Linked DNA regions of Mus musculus: regions 2, 3, 4 and 5 are each linked to region 1. Evidence: chromatin contacts called from public HiChIP or PLAC-seq and promoter capture Hi-C data. All regions are on one chromosome and are shown on one strand. The core of a region is the stretch at or near the end of the contact, and the rest is flanking DNA. Distances in the headings are between cores, read along the strand shown.

Region 1 (2,700 bases), core at 4-2,503:
TATAAATAAGTACATTGTAGCTGTCTTCAGACCAAATGGTTGCTCTCTCCCATCCTGGTCTTAAGACACCCTGTGGGTCTTAAGACACTCCAGAAGAGGGAGTCAGATCTTGTTAAGGATGGTTGTGAGGTTGTTGGGATTTGAACTCAGGACCTTCGGAAGAGCAGTCAGTGTTCTTATCCGCTGAGCCTTCTCACCAGCCCCCTAGCATTTTTTTAAAGACAGCATCTCATGTAGCCATTGCCCTCTCTATCCTCCTGCCTCCAACTCTGACACTAGGCTTTTGGCTTGTGGATTTTGTTTTGGTTAATATTTTGAGTCAGACCTCACTGTGTACTCCTGCTAGCCTGGAACTTGCTATATAAGTTCCAGACGGGCTCAAACTCCTGGAGATCCATCTGCCTCTGCCTCCTGAGTGCTGGGATTAAAGATAATTTTTAGCTTCTCAATCCCTCACTTTCCGACTCTCAAGGAAGGCCTACCTAGGAGCTGCTGTAGATTCTCTTTTACCTCTATTCCAGGGAGGAGCAGCACCCTCAGGCCCCTCCCACCCTCACCTGGGACGCTTCAGTGTGGAACCCAGAAATTCATCAGTCCAAGATCCCGACGTACCCTCGCGCTCACACCCACTTGCAGAGGTCTATAGGAATCCAGAGGGAAACCCCGGGCCGCAGCCCTGGGCTCCACCTCCCCACAGAGACTATCTCGGGCCAGTCGGTTCCCTAAGGACCCGTGAAGTAATCATCTGCCCAGCGCCCCTGACACACACCGGGCAGTTGGAACATGAAGCCAACAGACCCCTTCTGCGTGAGGGTCCCTTTTATGCAGCTCTTTCGAGCAACCTCTTTCAGGATCGCTTCCTGGAGGTGCACGAAGATAAACCCAAGATAGGGGGTAACAGAGAGGCAGAAAACACGGGCAGAGAGAGTACCAAGCCCCTGCGGCTCACTCGGGGGCAGGGTCATCTCTGCAGCCGCTGACCGTCCCTGTCTGCCAGCGCAGACAACATAGTAGGCCTGCGCCAGAGAAACAGATGCAGGGTCCCAGAATCTCAACTCCACAAACACAAACGTTTGCCCAGAGTCAGGACTGCAGGCCAGTGAGCTACACAGCTGCCCTGCGCGCCTCACCTTCGGAAGCGCCGCTGGCCACCAGGAGACACGCAGGCCTGCTTGGCAGCCGCTCGGACGCCATGGCTACAGCCCAGGCGGATATTTGTGCGAGGGATGGGGCGGGGCGGGGCTCGCCTGCAGAGAGCGGAATGCGCATGCGTGAGGCACGAAGGGCGGGGCTCGCCGGCAGGGTGCAAGGTGGGGTGGGAGAAACAACGCGGAAATTGAGTGAAGATGGGGGCAGTTTGCGCATGCGCATGGGGTAGTGGTTGAGTGGCAAGCATGCGAGGGGCGGGGACTGAGCGGGGGCGGAGCGGGGCGGAGCGGGGCGGGGGTTGGAGGCGGAGGCGGGGGAGGATACGCCCTGGGTCCCTGAGTGGTCGTTTCCTGATTGGAAGCCACCGGTACAGACTTGTGGCCCTAGGGCACATCAATTAAACCCAGTGGGCCGGGTAGATGTTTCCGAGTCCGAGTCTACCACAGAGCTACTACGCCTTGGGCCTTTGCCCGAAAGTTGAGCCTGGCTAAGTGTGTCAGGGAGCGATGACCGGTCGGGCGGACAGGGTGAGGGGCACAGAGTTGGGTCGTATGTGGGCGGGTCTTCCTCTGCCGGTTTGTGAAGATCCAGAAGATACCTGGGTCGGTTGAGTTTTGTATGTTCCTATAGAGGATGGAATGTCACTTCCTGAGCTGTGGACGCCTCTGGAGGTTCTGTTGAGTTTCCTGAGGAAAAGACCAGATTGGGGAGGCCAACCTGTATCTAAAGCGATTTACTTCTGTGGGACTCCTGCTGGGGCTTAGGAAAAGGAACCTGGAGCCCAGGATTGTGTGTTGTCTGAGTGGCGACTTTTGAAGATTCACAAGCCACAAGCTTGACTAGCCATCCTTATTAAATCCCCATCTATTGACATGAAACCCTGAAATTGAAGGGGTCAGATTGGCTAGTGTCCACATACTCACACAGTTCCACCTTTGTGCTGCCTCCAGAGTAACATTAAGGCACCAGAAGTGGCAGAGCCAGCAGTAAGCTTGAGTCTTGTGGAGAAAAGTATTTATATTGAATTCAACGCCCAGGTATTAGATATAATTTTGTAAAGAGACTACCATTCCAGGGAAATGTATAGACAGGGCAAATTTTACCCTTGAGGAAGAGTGTGCTGGAGAAAATGGTGAACAGCACCCCAAGACAGGAAGAGCATTTGATTTTGTTTTAACTCAGGTGGTGGCTGTTTCTTTTGCCCACTGACTGGAGTCCGACCTCACAATCTTATTAACTAGTCGGGAAAGACTCAACATACAAGAAATGGAGGAGGGGAAAGCAGTCCCTGACTGAAGGAGAATCACTGTTCCAGGCTAGTATAGAGAAATACACCTTTGGGTAAACAAAGCTTTTACTAGGTGGAAAGGATTAAACATTTGCATAAAAGTCTTACAAGGTGAAGGAGATAAAAATATTTGGATTCTTCATTCTTTTTTTTTTTTTTTTTTTTTTGTGTTTTTGAGACAGGGTTTCTCTGTGTAGTCCTGGCTGTCCTGGAACTCACTTTGTAGACCAGGCTGGCCTCGAACTCAGAAATCTGCCTGCCTC
Region 2 (2,700 bases), core at 158-2,657, 400 kb before region 1:
TCGTCCAGAAGAATACGGACCCAGACCTGGTCCTCCACTTCTGAACTGGACTGGGTGCCCTGGAAATGTGGGGCCAGGGCCAGTTGAAGCTTGAGTTCTCCCTGCCTGAAGCAGCCAAATACCATCCAGGACTTTGGCCAGCAAATGTCCACAACAGCAGGCCAGAGACTACTGCCAAATTGAGGATAACCTACATGTCCACCTCAGAGCAAGGAAGATAGAGGGGTGGGAGGAATAAAAGCAGTCATAGGATGGTGGTTATCAAGTGCACTTTATTGAATCCACTGTGGATAGATAAATGAGTGTTACACCTGCGTGTAGGGAGGGGCAAGGAGGGACGCAGCTGCGGAGGGTGAAGCACTTCAGGACCGGAAGTCGGAATCCTCTATTAAGTGTGAAGGTTTTGAGCGTTAAGAACAATGATGATGACACTAACAATGGTGATAACAACCATCAGGATGCTGAGGACCAAGGTGCTGATGTTCAGGCACTTAGCAGTGGAGGCGTAGGCCTGGGCTCCAGTCACATCACCCACCATCTTCCGATCCCTAGACTGGAGCAGAACAGATAGACACGGTCAGTGGCCCTGGAGCTGATAGGCAGATGCTCTGACAGTTTTCCTGACGTACTCCCTGTGGACTGCATCTCCCCATCTTAGGTCAGGAACATTTTACATCCTCTGATCATCCAGGAGGCCCTAGCACTTGTTGTTCACCCCACTGTAGGCTATTGTTCCCCATGAATCTCCTGAACATTTTCCACACAGGCTAGAATCCCAGTCTGTTGAGTGAAGGTGCTATAGGCATCTCTGCATTGGAAGAGTCTGACTCCAGAATCCCCAGGCAGCCTCACCCTGTGTCTGCCCCCAGAGAGCCTTTAAGCCTACACGTGTACACACACACACACACACACACACACACACACACCACAGAAGAATGAACACAAACTTATTTTAAACAAAGGACCCCACACTCATACCTCGGTGCCATCTGGGTAGATGGAGCTTCAGGTTCACACACACCTTTTTACACCATCACTCCCCCCATTCTAGCACACTCACCTTCACGGAGTAGGCATAGGCTATGAAGCCCAGGCAGCAGAAGTTCATGAAGAGTGTATTGAACAGGGACCAGACCACATGGTCAGGCACCGACACCTCTCTGGGCATGTTGATCACAGTAGTTCTGACAGAAGCCGATCCGTGCGGTGCCCCCATCTCAGCCACCTCATATTCTTCCTTGATTCTTTCGTAGTTTGGGGGCTGTCCTCCACTGGCAGCGGTGATGAAGGCTTGAGAAGTGTGGTTCATGGTGCGGAGCAAAGGCAGCACTGAAGGGCAAAGGATGGAGCGCGCTGCGGGTCTGCCCTTTCTGCGGCAGTTTCGGTTTCTCAGAAGTTTCCTTTTCCTGAATTTTGGCTTGATGAAACTGCTCTGGGTTCAGAGGGGCGGGGATCTAAAAAGCCTGCGGATCAAATTACTCCAGGGCAGGATGTCAGGAAGGATTGTGAATCAGGGGAACTTCCAGGCCAGGAGCCCAAGTCAGGACTTGTCCCAAGGCCCAAACCTCAGTGTTTAAGAGTGAGGGGTCCTGGAGTCAACCAAGCTCACGCTCACAGCTGCAGAACCTCACTGTTCCTTATCAAGGTCCCAGCCAGGCCCCAAAGAACCCTCTATTCTTTATTCAGCAATAAAGAGTGCCCAGAGAGCCTCTCACTATGAACGCCAGTTCTCCTGGCTTCATAGACAGGTGGGATGAACGGTACTTCTTGTGTTTTAAAGAGGAGAGAGAAGGAATATCTTCGGTGGCTATGCAGTCATATGTTGGGGGAGGGGGGGCCTCTGCAGGCCCACGCTGAAGCGTCCCTTCCCTTTGAGGGACCAGCCACACGGTGGTATCGCATAGAACAGAGTTTATTCTCTATTCATGGGGAGGGGGTTGAGAGGGTAGTAGAGACAGAGAAAGGCAGAGAGAGAGAGAGAGAACAGAGAAGTAGAGGCTGGCCATGAGCACTCGGAGGGAGTGGGGAATGAGGAGGGGGAAGCAGGTGCAGGAAGGTTAGAGAGTAAGGGGGGGAGCAGCCCCTTTTAGTGTGAGTCAGGCACACCCAGCTGTTGCCAGATAACTGTGGGGCAGAGCCTAGACAAAATGCTAACACGCCTCTGTGTCTCTCTCCTTGCAGAGCCCTAGTGCCCTAAGTGTGATCAACCACTGGACTTTGGTATTAGAACTAAATGATCTTCGGTCACTTGGCTCTGACCTCATGGTCCTGGGCTGGCCTGTTGGTGCTACAGCCACTCTTTTTCCCTCCTGCCCTAACAAAATTTATTAGTGCTAGTGGCATGGTCACCGAGAGGACCTTCGTCCTACCAGAGACGCTTTCTCAAACGCTTGGTGGGGTGAGGGCTGTGACCAGGAAAGCTACTCCTGATCATACTGAAGGACTCAGTGATAACAGGGACATCTGGCCTGGCTTCTCTTGTTAGGACTTGCATCCACTTTCTATCTTGGTGGCACTGGAAGGACCAGGCTACTACAGAGATCTCCTTCAAGGTGCCCTGCAGCACCCACCCTTCCTAGTGCCCTGAGTCTTGGGAGCTGGGGCTGCTCTAGTTTCTAGGTTCCACTCATTTCATTATCTTTCTTGAGTTCTTCACAGAGACATCAGCACCTCCTACAGACTCCCTTCTTTGCAGTCCTA
Region 3 (2,700 bases), core at 161-2,660, 460 kb before region 1:
TAGGGATTTCTTTTCCCCTAAAGTAAAGGACTCCGGGTGTCTTTCACTCCTAGGCCGGAGCCTCCTTTGCCCAAAGTTCTGCACCCTTCCTGGGACCCCCGGGAGCACGGCCTCAGCGTTAGATGATCCTCGGATCCCCTCTGCCTGGATCAGGCAAAAACCCACAGGTCGGCTGCTGCCCATATCTGGAGACCAGAAGCCTGACAAGTTAACGACACTTGCTCTCCTCAGACAAAAAGGATGCAAGGTGAGCTCGGTACAGAACCAGAGAACAGTGAGTCACAGCCAGAGTTGCCACCCCGTGCACTTTATTGAATCCACTGTGGACAGATAGGTGAAGGTAACATTTGCATACGCGTAGGGTAAAGGGTCGAGGCTTGAGCCTGGGGGCGGGGCAGGGGCGGGGCAGATGTGGACCGTGGAGCACAGGGCAGCTAGAATCCAGAATGGGGTGTTCTTTGTGCAAAAGACTGAAAGACTACCACAGAGGTGGTAGAGAAAATAATGATGCAGATAATGACCATAAGGATGCTGAAGATCAGGGAGCTGATATTCAGGCACTTGGCAGTGGAGGCGTAGGCCTGGGCTCCAACCACATCGCCCACCATCTTCCTGTCCCTAGACTGAAGGAAATTAGATGTAAGGAGCCCTGGAGCTGGCCAGCTGAGAGCCAGGTGCTCTGGCTCCATTTCCCCAACTGCTCCCTGCCCACTGTCTCACTCCCTCCAGCCGGGAAACCCTCCCCTCTTTTCACACACACACAAACACAAACTATACAGTAAGCTCCAGCATTCGCTGCATACCTCACTTTCCACACAGATTAGGGCCCCAGTCTAAAGGGTGAAGGGGTGGGGAAAGTCTGGCCCCAGAATCCCCAGGCAGTTTCATCCTGTGACTATCAGAAAGTCTCCAACACCAGAGACAGACAGTGCGCGCGCGCGCGCGCGCGCACGCACGCACGCACACACACACACACACACACAAATAGGAAGGGTGCACACACACTTTCTTACAGAAAGGACCCCACACTCACACCTCGGTGCTATCTGAGTAGATGGCGCTTCAGGCTCACACACACCTTCTTACACCATTCCCTCCCACCCCCTCTAGCACACTCACCTTCACAGAGTAGGCATAGGCAACGAAGCCCAGGCAGCAGGCGTTGAAGAAGAGTGTATTGAACAGGGACCAGACCACATGGTCAGGCACCGACACCTCTCTGGGCATGTTGATCACGGTGGTCCTCACAACAGCTGAGTTGCTGGGTTCCCCCAGCTCAGTCACCCCGTACTCCTCTTTGATTGTCTCATAGCTTGGAGGAAGCCCGGCATTGGTGGACAAGAAGGCTTGAGAATTGTGGCTCATGGTACTGACTCTGGAACAATCGCCCCGTCTGGAGGATGGCTGCTGCTATCCTGGTTCTGTAGACCCGCCCTTTCTCTAGCAATTTCCTTTTCCTGTTGGTGGGTTAGTCTCCAGAGGGCCTTACTGTGGGGAATTGGCTGGATACTGAAGTGGGCGGTACTTAGGCCTTGAGTATCAAATTACTTCAGGACTAGTTGACTGTTGAGGTACCTCTGTATAAACTTCCAGGGATCTAGACTTGTCCCAGGGCTAAAACTTGTCTGAAGGTCTCCACCTCCTGCTTACAGTAGGCATACTAGAACTTCTCCCCAGATCTAGTCTCCCCAGCCCCCTGCTCTCACACCCCTGGTACATCCCTAAACCTGGCCTCACAGTGAGGGCCTCCTCTAAAAAACCCCAAGCACACACACCCCTAAACTAATCTGTTGCAGGTGGGGGCTGGGGAGATCTGCAACTCAATGTTTCTTTGGCTGTCAGTTGGGGAAGGAGGAGCCTTCCAGCACAGGGCCTGGATGCTCCTGGCTAGCTAGGGAAGGAAAATTCCAGTCACTTGGCTGCAGCCGGGGAGCTTATGGAAGGCAGATGTTTTCCTACCAGTTGCGAAACAGCCATTGCTAAAATGAAGCCTGTAGGAGTACGGCTACACAGGGAACTCCGAGTCTTTCCCGGCAGAAGCAGTGAGGGAACTGAGCGTCCTAGAAACAAGGGAAGTTCCCTGGTGGTGAAGGACACAAATCGTTTGACACTTGAACCCATTCAGTAACCTCACACCCCCACCCCCAGCACCCAAATTTCATCCCACAGGGCAGAATGGAGCAAGGAGGAGATCAGTGAGTCTAACTACAGAGCCCTTGTTCGCCTCTACTTGTACAACCATCACCATCGATCAGAGCCTCAAAAGCTGGAGCAGGTCACATGTCTGTAATCCCAGCACTTGGGAAAGGTCAGCAGGAGAATCAGTTCAAGGTCCAGCCTGGGCTACATGACAGCTTGTCTTAAATAAATGAATAAAAAGTAGTAAGTAAAAATTTTAAAAAAATGAACGAAAGGGGAACTCAACATTTCTTCTAGAAGAGGCACAATGGGTAACAGGCTCCACATTCTTGCTCATTAGCAAAATGCAGATCAAAGCCCCAGCAGCACACTGCTCATACCCATTAGGAAGCACTGTAGTTTAGAAGCAAAGAAACCACACCACTGATGCTGCAGGCTTTGCAGGCAGTGGGCAGATCGAAGCTACAACCCAGAATCCCACTTCTCGTGTGTAAGAGAATGAACACATGTCTATACGTATCCTGTATGCCTGTATCTCATGTCTACAGCAGCATTCGTAAC
Region 4 (2,700 bases), core at 137-2,636, 490 kb before region 1:
CTGCTGTACAGACAGAGCCCTCTCCCCACACCTTATACTTCACGCCACGTAATATGAATACCATAAGCGTTTCTTCTTCTTCTTCTTTTTAATTTATCTTCTGTCTATGTGTATTTTGCTTGCATGGATGTCTGTGCACCCTGTGCATTCCCGGTGTCTGCAGAGGCAGAAGAAGGTGTCACATCTCCTGGAACTGGACTTACGGGTAGTTTTGCACACCGTGCTGGTGCTAGACATTGAACCTGGGTCTCCTGGAAGAACAGTCAGTGTTTTAACTGCTGAGCCATCTCTCCAACCTTCTGTGAGTGCGTGCTTTACTTCAAGAACAAGAAATAGAGGCATAGAGGTTAAACAAACTGTTCAAGGTCACACAGATGTTGAGTAGTGTACTCGAGACCAGCTTGGCTTTGTATTTCTTCCCTTCTTCCTTTTTATGTAGACGTATGTGTTTTACACACACACACACACACACACACACACACACCTGTATAAGAGTTGGATATCCTGAAGCTGAAGTCATAGGTGGTTGATAGCTACTTCATGTGGGATCAGGAAACCAGAGTCAGTCTCTTTGTGAGAGACAGATAACCCTAAGTGTTATCTATCTCTCCAGCCTCCCTCTATCACTATCACCTTGAAACATTTGATATTTGAGAGCACGGTGGCACGCATTCCACAGATTGGGTGTGGAGGTCAGAGGACAACTTTGTGGAGTTCTTCTCTTTCCACTTTTCTGTGGGTTCCAGAGTTAGAACTCGAGTTGTCAGGCAAGCACCTTTACCCTATAAACCATCTCACTGGCCCTGGCCTCACATTTTCTACCTTCAATAATGATGACAAGGAGACAAAGAAGACTTGTTTTCCAGAATTTATAAAAATAAATAAACACATCCATGCCTCTGTGAACTGTGTCTTCATGGACTTTATTTAGTCTACGACAAACAGTCACTTAAATACAACATTAACTTAGCCATGTGGAGGTGTGCACACGTGCCTTTACACACGTCCGTGCCAGCCACACAGTGAAACTCCATATCCCTGCAGTCACTTGCAGGGCCTAGGGTCAGAAACATCCGATCTCTGCCCTAGAGCTGGGTGTGGGAGGATTAACTGACTGCAGAGCTGAGGACCTGGTTCTTTTTCTCTCTCCACCCTTATCCCTGCCCACAGGCCCCTGCCCTCTTGATTTTCACGCCTTGTGTGCAAAATTTAAAGCACCTTAAGGCCATTTCTGAAGACCTGGTTGTGAGTCAGCTATTTAATCTGAACCACCTCACAGCTGCATAGGATGCCACACCCAGGAGGAGGAGTATTGATAGAATAAAATAGAAGAAAACCAAAGGTCGCAGTCCAGCACATATATGATGTTACAACCCGTGCTTAACTTGGGAGCCTCTTGACTGTCAGCAAGAGTCCAGCTGAGCCAGAATGAACAAGACTGAGAAACACCCTCACACCCAGAATGAGACCAGTTTAGCCCAGAAAGGATCACCTCTGCTCCCAGCTTCTGCATCTGAGAGTTAGATCCTGAGATAAGACTCCATGGATGCCGCTGGAGCCTCCTGCTCCAGGTGAGTGTGGTTTCCAGAGAGAACTTTCAAGTTAACTGGGCTCACCTCTAGAGCAGGTCTTGTACTGGAATTTCAAGCCCATCTTCTATGTCCACCCTGCAAACCAGGGCATTTATGAGTCTGCTCCCCACAAGGAACTCAGACTCAGTCCCTGGTGTAGGTGGTCCAGAAAAGACTCACCAAAGTGTGCTATGTATGAGTTTGGAGTAGAGAATTCAGGAAGCCTACCAGGGCCTGGCCTGTCTCAGTTGAGCAGAGCTGGAGCCCTTTCAGAGGATGTGACAAGGGAGAGCACAGACCCACGTAGGGAAGCTAACTGGCTTTATCTCGTGTGGCCAGAAAGGAAAGACGCAGAAAGACTAACCATGGAGTGATCCACTTCACCACAGTCAGTAATTTGAGGTGAAGCCTTGGAACACCCTGTGGGTCTCTACAATGTATTGCCCTGGGGCTCCATGTGGAGAATGTGCAATGTGTGACCCGGGGTGCTTTGGAGGTTCAGGGACAGGTCCTATTCAGGTCGCATCAGTGATGATAACCCTTCTCATCCCCAGCGTGGATGCAGTGGCAAGGGAGCTGCTTATGGCTACACTGGAGGAGCTGAGCCAGGAGCAGCTGAAGCGCTTCCGCCACAAGCTAAGGGATGCGCCCCTGGATGGCCGCAGCATCCCGTGGGGGCGACTGGAGCGCTCAGACGCTGTGGACCTTGTCGACAAGCTCATTGAGTTCTATGAGCCAGTGCCAGCTGTAGAAATGACCCGGCAGGTCCTGAAGAGGTCGGATATTCGAGATGTGGCCTCGCGACTTAAGCAACAGCAGCTACAGAGTAAGCTGGGCAGAGTAGGATGGGGCTGGATCCGGTGGCTCGCCCTTGATCCTCCCTGCTCTCCTTGGGAAGATCAACTTTGTCCACTCTACCACTTCCTGAGACTCTCCTTCCCGGAAACCAGCCCAAAGTTTCATTCGCGGGGGAGAGGGGGGGGCGGGGGCTGGTAGTTCCATAAGCTCCCATGGAAATGCCTTGCCCCATCTCTCATGCTCAGAGAGCCTCATGTCGGGTTTGCCTTCCAGAGCTCGGCCCCACCTCGGTGCTTCTCTCCGTGTCAGGTATGTTCGGTCGGGCACACAG
Region 5 (2,700 bases), core at 21-2,520, 310 kb before region 1:
AATCCTGTCTCGAACCCCCCCCCCAAAAAAAAGAAAAAAAAATAACCTTATGGTTGGGGGTCACCACAACATGGGGAATTGTATTAAAGATTAAAGAGTTGCAGCTTCATAACAGTAGCAAAATTAGTTATGAAGTAGCAACAAAAATAACTTTATGGTTGGGAGTCACCACAACAAGAACTGTATTAAAGGAAGGTTGAGAACCACTGTTCTATCCCATACCCCAGCCTCAGGCCACTCTTGCATAAAAACTCAGATGGCCTCAGATATTTGCCTCTGCAGTCTTTTGAAGGCACTCCAGGGCCTCAGAATTTAAATCCCAGCCTAGACCCTCGGATCACTCAGCATTGCCTCCGTATTTTGAGGTTCCTGGAAGGCCCAGGTCCTGGAGGCACAGTCCTTGAGCTATAGGGGCATCCTGTGCTATCAGATGAGTGAGTGTTCTGGAGCTTCGGAGCTCGAAGCCCCAGGCCCGCTCCCCACTTGTGGATCCGGTTTTTTGCTGCTCAGCATCTCGACACCTGGGTGCTGCTCAGCGCTACTCTTGCGCCGCCCCTGTTTCTGGTGTGTGTTGGATCCCCACATATCTTTCTTTAAAGAAAGGAGTGTGCATAAAAGGCCTCGAGGAGACCAATTCCCCGAGTTCATCCAGCTCCTACTTCTTGCCCTTGGTCTTCTGCGGGTGGCGCACGACCTGTTTCCCGGAACTCAACAGGTGAGGCAAGCCGACCTATCAGGCACGCGTGCAGAAGATGGGGACGCGCACGGAGAGCGGAAGCGCGCCGACAGCTAGTCTGGGCGCGCACCGAACGCTGGCGCTCACAGGAGGCGAAGGCTCTGCTAGGGTCCCCGCGAGCCCGGGTCCCTGCCAGCCTCTCACTCTGCTCAGGTGTCCTAGACTTGCTTAGGTTTGAGATACGTTTGTTGGGAGCGAAGGCGAGGTATTACGACCCCTCGCCCGCCTCTACAGGCTTGCACTTAAATCAAGAGGAAGCTATTGACCATGTTGGGCAGAATGAAAAGAGCAAGGCCAGAGAAGGGGACTGGACGCAGTGCTCTCGAGCTTCCGGGCTGAGCGGGAAACCCGTCTGGTTCAGAGCTACTTCCTGCGGGACCATGGCCCCAAGGCTCCTCGGAGCAAAGTGCTCCCAGGTCCTCAACCCTAAAACTGGAGCGGCTCCAGGAACCAGGACCTCTACTCACCTCCGCGTGTCTGAGTCACGACTGCCACCCACCTGAGACTCGCGCGGAAGCTGACAGTTTACCTGTCCGAGGTGCGCAGCGGCGACAGACCCAGCGGCAGGTGCAGCCCCGCCCCGCAGGCAGGGCTAGGGCGGACCTAGTGTCCCGCTTTAAGCCTGAGGCTAGTGCTGGTGAGTGTAGGAAGTTCCGTCCCGGGATCTTCAAACTTCCCGGCTTAGGGGCAGGGTTTGGTTTGACCAAAGGAGCCCAACCAGCGCAACCCGCAAAGGGCCACCCTGCTGACTGTCATGGTGTTTTGCCTCTCCAGCCCAAACTCTTCCTTTTCCTCCAGAAAGTCTTTCTTGATTCACATCCCACTCATAACTGACCCCGTGTCTTCTCTTGCCACTCAAAACCCCAGATATTTGGAAGAACCTTCTTCCATAAGGTGCCCCGCGCTTAGACAAAGAGGCAAAGCCGGGCGGTGGTGACGCATGCCTTTAATCCCAGCACTCGGGAGGCAGAGGCAGGCGGATTTCTGAGTTCGAGGCCAGCCTGGTCTACAAAGTGAATTCCAGGACAGCCAGGGCTATAGAGAGAAACCCTGTCTTGAAAAACCAACCAACCAACCAAACAAAAACCAAAGACAATGAGGCAAACCAAAGAAGAGCCAGGTGGCCCCAGGCTGCCATAATTCATCCCATCTCAATCTAGCCCAGGGAAGAAATAATCTCTAGAAACTGGATCTACATCATGAGGCTCAGAAATCAATACACACAGGTTTATTTTGCTTGTAAAAAGTTTTGCCGCTGTACGGATCCAGGTTAACTGGGAGGGAGGGGATCCAGAAGTTACTCTCTAGGCTTCCCACAAAGCAGGAGGCCACAGAGCAGGATCTGAGGCCCAGAAGCCAGGAGGTCCATGGCTTCCCACAAAGCAGGAGGCCACAGAGCAGGATCTGAGGCCCAGAAGCCAGGAGGTCCATGGCATTTAGGCTAATTTTACTGCATGGGGGTTTTATGAGCAACCTGCAGTTCTATAGGTACTAGGGTCATTCAAGAGTCTCAAGTCAGGTCTGTACCAATCTGAACCGTAGGAAAGTTGAAGCAAACCCCACAGGCACATCTGTGCCGTTCATAAATACCCTAAATATACATGGATTTCAATGATCCCTACATATACAAGTCTCCCGTGGTTAACATATACACATGGGCTTCGTAGGATGCCCATATACACCTACATATAGTCTAGGCCCTCCTTTGATCTTCATGTATTAACATATATGTAGACCATCCAGGATCCTACATATACATGGGCCATTTTACAGCCTCCCTCAACACATACATACACATTGTTATGGATAGGGGCAAGCTGTAGAGGTGGGGACTTATTCCTAGTCCAGGCTCCTGGAAAGTGGCATTTCTCCACCTGCCCCAGGTCGTCTATACATCCGTGCTCCTGGAACTGAAGCTGCAGGAAGGATAGGGTTGGTATGGGTCGGAGGCCAGGCCTGTCCCC

What was found. Promoter capture Hi-C pulls out the DNA fragments that hold promoters and counts their contacts. HiChIP or PLAC-seq counts read pairs in DNA pulled down with a chosen protein or histone mark. Capture Hi-C pulls out chosen DNA fragments and counts their contacts.
Region 2: a promoter capture Hi-C map of pre-B cells shows a contact between it and region 1, with 4 times the contacts expected there. The contact joins the promoter of Ifitm3 here to the promoter of Gatd1 in region 1. A contact is called at or near these places in 6 of 39 promoter capture datasets (the C10 cell line, hippocampal neurons, liver and 2 more) and 1 of 115 datasets of contacts at active chromatin or transcription factors (microglia).
Region 3: a contact with region 1 is called in a promoter capture Hi-C map of pre-B cells, with 3 times the contacts expected there. The contact joins the promoter of Ifitm2 here to the promoter of Gatd1 in region 1. A contact is called at or near these places in 9 of 39 promoter capture datasets (3T3-L1-derived adipocytes, the HPC-7 cell line, cranial neural crest and 5 more), 2 of 484 Hi-C or Micro-C datasets (the HPC-7 cell line and embryonic stem cells) and 3 of 115 datasets of contacts at active chromatin or transcription factors (large pre-B cells, memory CD8 T cells and pancreatic cancer cells).
Region 4: a contact with region 1 is called in an HNF4G HiChIP or PLAC-seq map of pancreatic cancer cells. The contact joins the promoter of Nlrp6 here to the promoter of Gatd1 in region 1. A contact is called at or near these places in 5 of 39 promoter capture datasets (embryonic stem cells, liver and pre-B cells), 1 of 115 datasets of contacts at active chromatin or transcription factors (pancreatic cancer cells) and 1 of 9 other capture datasets (adipose tissue).
Region 5: a promoter capture Hi-C map of liver shows a contact between it and region 1. The contact joins the promoter of Sigirr here to the promoter of Gatd1 in region 1. A contact is called at or near these places in 4 of 39 promoter capture datasets (the C10 cell line, fetal liver and stem cell-derived epiblast-like cells), 4 of 115 datasets of contacts at active chromatin or transcription factors (double positive thymocytes, large pre-B cells, memory CD8 T cells and 1 more) and 2 of 9 other capture datasets (adipose tissue and liver).

Annotation. Positions count from the first base shown.
Region 1 is chr7:141,412,872-141,415,571 of GRCm38.p6, forward strand. It overlaps Gatd1 (glutamine amidotransferase like class 1 domain containing 1), which reads right to left and starts at 1,254. Exons shown (of 8, transcript NM_172116.4): 1 at 1,131-1,254. The coding sequence starts at 1,194.
Region 2 is chr7:141,009,337-141,012,036 of GRCm38.p6, forward strand. It overlaps Ifitm3 (interferon induced transmembrane protein 3), which reads right to left and starts at 1,408. Exons shown (of 2, transcript NM_025378.2): 1 at 1,061-1,408; 2 at 254-553. The coding sequence starts at 1,309. The coding sequence ends at 389.
Region 3 is chr7:140,954,551-140,957,250 of GRCm38.p6, forward strand. It overlaps Ifitm2 (interferon induced transmembrane protein 2), which reads right to left and starts at 1,411. Exons shown (of 2, transcript NM_030694.1): 1 at 1,120-1,411; 2 at 289-623. The coding sequence starts at 1,365. The coding sequence ends at 435.
Region 4 is chr7:140,919,516-140,922,215 of GRCm38.p6, forward strand. It overlaps Nlrp6 (NLR family, pyrin domain containing 6), which reads left to right and starts at 1,387. Exons shown (of 8, transcript NM_133946.2): 1 at 1,387-1,571; 2 at 2,126-2,397; 3 at 2,643-2,678. The coding sequence starts at 1,543.
Region 5 is chr7:141,099,276-141,101,975 of GRCm38.p6, forward strand. It overlaps Sigirr (single immunoglobulin and toll-interleukin 1 receptor (TIR) domain), which reads right to left and starts at 1,271. Exons shown (of 10, transcript NM_001355055.1): 1 at 1,204-1,271. It overlaps Ano9 (anoctamin 9), which reads right to left. Exons shown (of 24, transcript NM_178381.3): 24 at 1,944-2,652. The coding sequence ends at 2,625.